Regions from separate parts of the Columba livia genome. Here region 1 is linked to region 2. The links are chromatin contacts, called in public Hi-C maps. All regions are on one chromosome and are shown on one strand. The core of a region is the stretch at or near the end of the contact, and the rest is flanking DNA. Distances in the headings are between cores, read along the strand shown. Region 1 overlaps SASH1 (SAM and SH3 domain containing 1). Region 2 overlaps SASH1 (SAM and SH3 domain containing 1).

Region 1 (4,591 bases), core at 466-2,965, 99 kb after region 2:
CAACATTTCTAGACATGTCACCTTCTCCAATAGTTTACTAACATTTATTACGGAAAATATAAAAGCCCAAAGAGTTCAAAACAAAGGAAACAGGTCAGGAGAGCTGGACCAAAGCAAGAGTGTGGAAGGAAAACAGTCCTGTGAGAAGCTGCTTTGGCACTAGACAAATAAAATCCCCTCTCTCTGGATACAAAGACATAACTCTTATTTATGTGAATGGGAAACATGCTCATGCACTGAGGGGAGAACAACTACCATAGATCAACAGAACGACTGCACTGGAGATACCTAAAACCAGACTACATGTGCAATGAATGTGAGAACCATTTCAGCTATCTGGGTTTTCACAGATGATTTGGAGCTCGATGGACCTCGCTGCCTCTCTTTTCCCTGACATTTCTCCAACATTTGCAAGTTGCTTTCTGTGACTTGTTAGACGGTACCCCACAAAAATTTAGTCCATTCCTTTCTGCCATCACTACTAGTGTTCAAATGGACCTCTGTAACCAGTTTTCCTTCCAGAGGGAGTCTGCAAAACACCCTGTTCAGTTGGAAGCAGCCACCTGGCAGGTGTTCAGTCCGGTAATACATCCACATAGACTGCAACACAGCCACCTCCAGAGATGGCTTCAAAAACCGCAAAATGCAAACAGCTTAAGCCATTCTGTAAAATGCTTTTTTTCTCAGGTACCTAAAAATACAACCCTCACTGACTCATTGAGATATAGGGATGCTGCTCTCACTTGCTACAGCTACTCAAATTGACCATCTGCCCCACGCTGTAGAAGAGGACCACCATGAAAACAAACCAAGGAACTCTTATTAGTTTTAATTCAGCTGCCTCAGAACAGTTTAGCAAGTCTGCGGCACTAAAAAAAAAGCAGAGAAAACTGCATGCTAGGCTTCACACGCTGCTGATGGTTTAGGGTTTGTTAGCTGGATTTTAACCAAATGGATTTATCTGGTGAGATTCTATTTTTTTTTTTTTTTTTTTTTTCCATTCATTTTGTAGCTGTTCTGCAGAATATCAGGTTGCTGTCACACTCTAGTTCTAAGGCACATCTTACGAAATAAAGTAAAATCTAGCTATTTGACATAAAACACTGAACCAGCCCAAACCTACATTTCTGGTTCTAATTTGTTTTGAAGTATTTCTGAGAGATAACTTTTGTTCTGGCAGGCGTCACTCCTGACTAGGAACTGTCTGTCCTCTGAATCCAGCATAAACAGGAGTCTGAAATACAGGCTGTTTTGCAGGGTTGGGCTAATTGAGTAACCATGTGCCCAAGTCTGATTTGGGACACATCTATATTGCCAGTTGATCTGAATCTGGTGTTGCACAGACCTCATCTTAATGGCAAGGTAAGCAGGATGGATGTCTGTGGGACCACAGTGCTAGCACCGCCCATTCTGATGGTCACTTTTATTTACATCTGGAGATTGCTTTTTTAGAGGCACAAAGCTACTTCTGGATGGTATCCAACAACATAATGTTGAACAACCATAACCAGCGTGGTTCATAGCAATGGCACGCTAAGAACAGCCTGCACAAAAGAATTAGATCAGGGTGAGTCTCATATTTGTATGCAATGGCTTCCCAATTTCGTACAGGTTATTCATGCACACCGAAAGCAGCTGGAAATCTAAAGCTGTGCTTTTGCACTTCAAGCAGCTGGGGCTGTGGTTCTCGGAGCATTTCTCTGATGGCAAGGGTAGTTTAAACAACCCTGGCTCCCCCGCTTCCTTTGGGCACTGGTGCCCACCCCACCCCTCTCCCTGTGCTCTGCCAAAGGCAACTGTTTATGCAGTTGAGTGGTGAAGTGTCTCAAGGAGCTGATCTGGGTGGGAACAAAAGAAACCTGAAATAAAAGCCTAGGATATTTTTCTGGCCAGATCACTTCTGTGATCAGGTATGTCAGGAAGCCACATGGACACTTTTGTCGGCATAGCCTGGGGTGGGAGAGAGGGAAGGAGGAGGGCTGCTTTATGGGAGGTGTTATTCAAACAGTGCTGCTCCTGGATGTGGAGCCACAGCCAAAGCACTCTCATATGTCCCCGAGAAGTGGGATTTGTGTGCACAGTTCAGGCATTCATTAGTAATGGCTGGGCCCCCTTTGTAAACCTCCCCTTCTTCTCGCAGGGGTGTGGGGGGAAACAGGCTCATGCGGTTTTGCTAGGATGAAGTGAAAGCCTTGTAAAGCTAAATAAAGCTCAGCACCATTTTTATAAGCTTAGTAATAGTGCCCTGTGGAAATAGGCCATGATTACAACCACGGCAGTTTCTTACTGCATCTTTAAGCAGCGTCCCAAGTCTGTCACACTGATATTTTTGAAGGCCTCCGAAGCAAGAATGATCACTGTTGTTAAGACTAGGCAGTTTTATGTCTTTTAAAGTCAAACCACCAATGAGACAAAACTAGGTAAGCATTTTATATAGATCTGTAGGAATCTGAAGTTGAGGCTTACTCCATGACATATCACGGTTACTGTTAATCATAATAGACAAAAATAACTACATGTAGCAGGCAAGCCTGACTCATGGCATTCCCTCCCTTTACTCCAAAAAAACTGTCTTGTGTCTACTGTCACATATAGAAAAACCAGAGAATGCTGAAAAAAGAGAAAGAACTTTACCCCCAACTCTAAAACTTCAACTTCCAAATCACTGTTTTTTTAAATAACTAAAGCTTCTCAGGAGTAAGGCTGACAGTGACTCCTAACGTTAACCAAGCTCCAAGAAGCTTCATTTCAAGCCTCTTCTCCTGCCATGGGGACTACTGCTGACTAAAACTTCCCAGTGTCTCCTCCAAGGGCTGTCTCAATGACAGGAACTGTCAAAAGGACGAAGTGCTTTCCTTGTACAATGTCAGAGGCCACATGACCAAGTCCAGCTGAAACCTAAGCAACAGAAAGAAAAGGTGGAAGTCCAAATTTCCGTTCATTTGTGATATGGAAAAGCACTTTATTTAAGGGAAGCAAGAGGTGTTGCACAGGCCAAACATTTTACAACTAACTGAATCAGCTGCTCTCACCCTTTGCAACATGCATCAGCCTTGCAGGTGGGACCTGGAAGACGATGGGAAGAAGGGAGCAGCAGACAGAGATATGCACCCTAATGATCAGGAATCCTCTAAGAGGTGCACAACAACTGTTTTGAAACCTGTTAAGCAACAAGGCCATATAAAACCAAAGAACTAAATACTCCCTTAACTCCTCCTACCACAGTTCACAAACAGAAAACAATTCACAAGCACTGCAAGCTCTTACTGGGTAATTTTTAACTTGATTTTTTTTTTTTGTCTGGAAAGAATCACAAGTATACAAACACAACACACACAAAATTCACTGCTTTTCATGTGTTGGCTGTCTTATTTGAAAATAAAATACTTATCTCTAAATAAACAGTCACTCCTACAATAATCTTTGACTTGTAGTATTTAAAGACTTCTGAAGGAGTTTAAAGGTGACATATAAACTGACATTTATGTATGATAAAGCCAGACTATTGCATTCAGCACTGAAACTTAATCCTGTGCTGCGCAGAATGCAGCAACTGTTTCCCAACCAGAGCGATCATCACGCTGGCCCCATTAGCACGGAGGGGTAAAAGCAAACAGCGAGAGCTTGGCAGAGTGCAGGACTTGGGCGGGAGGCAGCTGCCCCTGCGATACTTTATTTAATACGGGCGGCAGAGCGTGGTTTCACAGTGCTTGCAGCTGCACAACCGGGTTTGCAGAGGGAGCATCACTTTTGGCCGTGCAGGGCCCCCTGGAGCACGGGTTTAGAATTGGGACAGAGGATTATTGCTGCCCTGGGGGATTCCCGCTCCCTGCTGTTTGCCCGGTAATTCCTGCTCCAGTTCAGATCAACACAGTTTGTTGAAGAAATCTGCTGGATTTTTGAAATTGCCTCGGTCACAAACTGGCCATGGTCACCCAGACCACTCAGGGCGTTAAGCTTACATTTCAAGATTTATTTTTTGGTCTTGTTTTGACCCTAGTGATGCAAACAGACGTGACCTCACCTACATTATCTTACCAACTAAATCTTGCTGGTTTAACATTTAAGAGCTTGAATTCTTCCATTTCTGAAAGCAACACTGCCTTCTGATTTTCAAAGCTATTTTAAAAGAGCAGGAGGATGCTGCATATCACTTTCAGCATGCATTTGGTGTTATCTGGAAGTGCCTGGTCCCCCAGTGACTTCAGCCATTCCCGCATCACTGGGCAAAAGAGGTTTTGCATACATGTGGCAAGTTGGCTACTGCTATTTTATGTGCTGCTCTCAGAAGATAGCGAGGAACAACTGGTCTGTGATGCATATACCCTAGATTGTGGACATCCCACTGTCCGACACTGTAGCTCGCAGCCCCCAATGGCCTACAGTGGCTTAAATTCATATGTAAGAGGCAGATTTCAGGGCTCTCTTTCCATTCAGAGTTTTGCACCTCCACAGTATAAGTTTTCAAAGTCTACAAAAGCAAGGGCCAAATTTTACCAGTGATGCAACTTCTTATTTACTTTACTTTAATGAAAGCTGTTTTTCTCATATAATCACTATATTCAGTAACTAGGGACTAGCAAAAATACCA
Region 2 (5,357 bases), core at 2,625-5,124:
ATGTAACCTCCATCAACCTCAGACTGATCAGAAAATTCATCCAGCACAAACTACAAACCAATTGAAGCAACCTAGTTTCAGATTTGTAGTACACCAGGCAGAGGGAGAAATTTAAGTGTTTTCCTTGCTGATAAAGTTTAACCTTGAGGGGAAAAAGTTAATGATATGCCACCAAATGTTTAGGTTTTAAGAAGCTTGTGTAAGAAATCCAGGAGAAACAAGCCACATACTTTTTGGCTAAAAGCTCTAGAAAAGCCAGTGTCAAAATTTAAAGACTCTCAACAGGGCTGGGATTTCATCTAGACACTTAAAAGTAAAGTTGTCAGCTAGTATTTTTCTCAATAAAGGTAAATCAGACTAAAAGTATGTGGACTTGTACATGGAGACAACCAAGTAAAAGACAGCCAAGTTCTGTTAGAACTGACAGAATTAATCCACTGTATATTTTGCACCCGAGGACAGATCTCACCCATCAAGCATTGATCTTAAATTAATTTAGTATCCATTGAATGCCTCAAATCACCATCCTTAGAAAATGAAATCTGCTAATGATCAGAACTTTGTCTCACTAGTGAAATCAGCCTCTTGCACTCCTTAGCATACAAATCCATTTAAATCCTTTTCTTCTCTTGCACAGTTGCCAACAACGATGCAAGTAAGTAGCAGGTGTAGCGGCAACGTTTGTGATGTGGACATCTGTTCACTGGGAATTAGCCTGAGGCCACCAACTCCTCACACACTGGCCTCCAGAGAAGGGGAAGAGCAGTAGGAGCAAACTTCTGATGTGTGTGAACTAGAGGGGGCGAGGAGAAGAGCAGACCACCTTCTCATTTATAACTGATTTAAGAACTATGTTGAGCTTCATCAGAGGATGCAAATTCCAATTATTATTTCATGCATTCCCCAAAGAGGAAATCTTCCATGCCTGGGCTGACCTTGAAAATGCCAACAGCTGGTCTGAAGAGGTGGAAATGCCAACAAAATCTACCACATGGAGCCTGATAAAGCACTTGCTTTTTAGTTCCACCAGACAACTCTGATGCTTAAAAATCCTCGGTGAAATCAATCAAGAGTTTTACTTCCTAGATGTCTGGTGAAAAATTCCAGAGTACCTCAGAGTCACTGTGTGTTTGATTTGCCAGTAACACTCCCTTACTCTGCTAAATCTGCAGCTCCTCTGCGAACGTGCACTGAACGTGATTTGTGTTCTTCCATTCATAGACTGATAACTTGTACTGAAAGTTAATGATGCAGCGACACTTGGCAGAAGTTTCAGCCCTGCGTGTCTGAAAGGGAGCCAAATGCCATTACTCCGCTGTGGAGGCCTTCATTTTTGTTGTGGTCTGATGTACAACTTCATTAGCAAGCTTTCACATGCAACGTACTCTGTCACAGCATATAGCAGAAGAAATGTATGGGTATATGTCCTGGCAAGAAGGAAGAAAAAAAGATTCGTGGCTAGAAGGAAAAAATACTCTTATCAACCCACAATCTCTGGAAGCCAGCTGCAGAAGGGGTCAAAACTTTAATCCATTACTCTGACAATTTCAAAACCATCTCTAGGCTGATATTTTTGATCTTTTGGAGCCAAACTGACGAAATAAACAAATGAGGGGGAAAAAAAAAAAAAGGCAACACAATAAACACAATAGATAATCTAAAAAGAGAGCTACTTTGGAGAGTAAATAAATATTACTGCCTTAGAGTGATGAGTTTCAGCGGAGTTTAGTAAATTACATCAGACCACTCAGTGATCAGTGACACGAAATTTAGTAGCAACAGCCAGAGTGGAGAACCTGGACCAGGAATTAGCTGATTAGAAAGACTGACTTAACAGAAATGAGTTTACATTCAATGCTAAAATGTGCAAGTCCACAAACAGGACTGACACGAAAGTCAGTCTTTCAAGTGATGAACATTTGTAAATGACAGAGTATCTGGGGATAACAACTGAAAAAGGATGACTGAGACAAAGCTAACATGTTAAAAAGGCATAAAGATGGGAAATTCCAGTGGCAGTACAAAGAGTAAATATATAAGGGAATAGCTGTACAACCATCATTACTCATTCTCAATAAAATGAATTCAAAGCAGAAGTGGTAAAGAGAAAAACTATTAGAATAGTCTGGGAACTGGACAGCTTATCTTATGAGAGAAAGCTAGAAAAGGCTTGCCTGTTCTGCCTGTCAAAACTAAAAGCTGCAAGAAAATTAATTAGTGCCTCTTAACCAATCAGGCACAGGAACAAGTAGACTTAAGCTGGAAAGAAATTAGAAAGGAGGAGTTAACATTTCCTATTTGGACAAACTTCCAACAGTAGGTAGAGACAGGGAGGGCAGCTTTAAAAACTAATGGCTTTTAAGAGAGTCCTTGAAAGACAGAGACCAGACCAGATGCCTTTGACAATAAAGACCTGGACATGAGGACTGCCTCTGGAGGGCACTTCTGGTTCTCCTTTTGCAGCCTGTGGTTTTGTAGGAACAATGGCAAAGCCAGGCATCCAAAACAATCTTTGAATCTGTCTTCCCATAAAAGTGCTGCAGCGGGGATGATCTTGCTATACCTAAGGAGTAGTTACATTTATACAGTCCCCAAATTACATTCGGCCCTCTGAAGTCAACCGCGAGGCTGACGTGGCCCCTAGTGAAAATGAGTTTGATACCCCTGACCTAAGCAATTCCTCACTTTTTAAAATTAACCTTTGAATCCTGGAGCTAGGCTCCAGAACCTGAGAGTGTAAAGAAGAACCAATGCACACATCTGTATCACGAGCCAGCTGAGACTGTATCTGAGTATTAACATGGGTTTTAACTAGGATGTATCGAGCTACAGCTTATCCTGTTAACTCTGCACTGATTCTGATCTCAGAAACAAAAACACTGGGGCTTATCTTGCATACAGAGTGGTTGACTTTACAACAGACAGTCATACGTGCCTCGAGATGTGAATGTGCTGGTACACCGCAGAAATGGGAAAGGAAACAAATGACACCATGTGCTGCTTTCATGAATGTGCCTGTTGATTTTTGAAAGCTCATCATTCTTTAAAGAGAACAAACATAGGAACTGAGAATGACAGGATTTCTGACGGGTTTTTGTTTCAACACTAAGTATTTTAAATGCAGATGGGCTTTAACACATGGCCACATCTCATTTATGGACCATAAAATCCACAGGTGCACAGCACCATCTGATAATGAAACCACTACTGTTATGATCTTCAATAAACTGATAGTGGCTCTCTTATTCCCTCCCAATGACTATTTATAGCCCATTGAGGAAAATGCTTTGGATGGGATTTTCAATCTACAAATACTATGCACATTCATAGCAGTGAATAAATCGATGCAAAAGCCCATGCTGGCTGTGCTGCAAAGCCATTTGGTTATCTGTGTGCATTAGAAATGGCTCACTCACATAATTAGTATGAAAAACTGACAGACTTGTAAATGGTCCTGACTGAATACAAGATAATTTATCTAACCAGAGCTGGCACAAGAAAGAAAACGGGCCTCTGGTATTTTTATCAAATTTGCATGAACCTGAAGAGAAAGCAGGCCTGCAAGGTTCTGACCTTGCTGGCACCAGTGTGAAAAAGGGATGGAAAGCAAAGACGTTTCATTCAATTATCTTCTCATTAGGTTTCCATAGCAATGGCTCTTTAAGCAGGTCAAAACTTTCTCAGTGGAAACAAACACTAAGCTGCTTGTGGGCCGTGTGTGTGGATGTGTATTTTCTGCCACCACCAGCACTGAAGCCACCACGTTGGTCCCACGGGCTTGGTCCAGTGACTGGCAGTGGGCAGATGGGGCTATGTCACGTACTTAATAACCGACTGGTGGGTCTCAGCCAGGAGTCAGATAATTGCCAGCTAAAAAATAGCTCTTTGGCAGCGAAGAGGAGGGCCCAAGGTACCACATGCAACACACTCTGTTCTGTGGGCATTGCTTACTACGTGCCGTGCCGACTAGCTGCGACAAGTCGGGCTTTCTCATGAAAGGCGTCCTTCATGCTTCCTCTTACAAAATTACCAGGCTTGAAATCTTCTTCCAGCTGCTCAAAGGCACACTGGTTTCCCTCCTCACGTGTCCCAGGCGGCGTTTGGCTGGCCTCTCGCTCCCATTGTGCGGGTTATTGTGGGAGTTTCCTGCCCTACTTCTCTTGAGGAGGCTGTTTAAAGGCAGCATGAATAATTTGGCTTTGACTAAATCAGGCCTCAAACAAGTGAAAACAGGGCCATACACATTCACTGATTCTTTTTGATTCCTGTAAGCACAGGGTACAAAGAAAAAAAAAAGTTATCTTAAATGCAGACATCTCAAATATGGCAAGTTCTTACTTATTTTTTGTCCAGTATTCCTTTCTACTTTTAAACTATGCAAAAGGAAACATTTATTCTGCTAGTAATTAAGTGCAGCCGTTAGCATCCTTGGTTTTGGTGTCTGCTCATTTTCTGCTTTGTTCTCAGTTTCTGCTGTCTTTCTGCCTCACATCCTCTGTCAGAGCTGTGCTCCTGTTTCTTTGCAGATGAGCTTACAAATGCCTGCCAAAGTTAATTTGGGCACCTTGAGATGTTGCCAGAATCAAACATGATGGCATTTAAGCCCCTCACATCCATGACCTGGAGGGATGATTTAATAACCTCCTGCATTCAAAGCCTGACCTGCAGTTTGGATGCTGTAGGGGAAGCAGATTAGGAAATCTAATGTTAAAAACTTTTGGCAAAGGCCAGTAAAGTAGTATACCAAAAGGTGCAGACTTGAGGCTTGCATGAACCCTTTTGCAAAACAAAAGCCATTTTTAGAAAGACTGCTGCTTCCACTGAAAATCACAGTGGAGGATGAGAACATTGAACTGCAGGCACTGTCTGAGTCTTAGGCTAGTTTGGAGTTCAAGTTTATATCACAGGATGGTGACAGGCTTTCATATGGCACATCCATTGCAGAAAATCCTTAAAAATATATTCAGCCAACAGTTTCTCCTGCAGAGAAAACGGCATGCAGATAGCAGCCTCAGAGAAAGAGGTTACCCCTGATCCGCCCATGACTCCTCTTCTGACACACCCAACAAGCCACCAGGGATCTGACCAAACTATATGAACTCAATGTGTGAGGGGCTCAGTTAAAGATGCATGTCTTGCACTCACAAAGAGGATGACATAGACATTCCCTCTCAGGAGCAGCTGAAGCATGGAGCTGAGGACACAGCTGCTAAGGGCAGACCAGCTCCCCAGTACCGGGGGAATGTCAAGTCCCCCAGTAATGCTGCCCTGGGCCGCCTGCACCCCACAGGGCCGTGCTTCTCTCCAGCACCTTCCCCTCCGCAAATCTGTTTTTGCTCAGCTCCCTGCTCTGGCAG

Evidence for each region. A called contact is a pair of places that touch in the nucleus more often than the background predicts.
Region 1: a contact with region 2 is called in a Hi-C map of liver, with 1.8 times the contacts expected there. The contact joins two enhancer-like sites. A contact is called at or near these places in 2 of 2 Hi-C or Micro-C datasets (crop and liver).

Annotation. Positions count from the first base shown.
Region 1 is chr3:68,641,041-68,645,631 of bColLiv1.pat.W.v2, forward strand. All of the region lies in intron 1 of SASH1 (SAM and SH3 domain containing 1), which reads right to left. Among named protein-coding and RNA genes, the nearest start is that of UST, 200 kb to the left of the region's middle. Within about 2 kb of position 1,716, at least 1 of the 3 cell types and tissues checked has an H3K27ac peak away from gene starts, as active enhancers do.
Region 2 is chr3:68,539,712-68,545,068 of bColLiv1.pat.W.v2, forward strand. The region is part of intron 4 of SASH1 (SAM and SH3 domain containing 1); the gene reads right to left. Among named protein-coding and RNA genes, the nearest start is that of UST, 94 kb to the left of the region's middle. Within about 2 kb of position 3,875, at least 1 of the 3 cell types and tissues checked has an H3K27ac peak away from gene starts, as active enhancers do.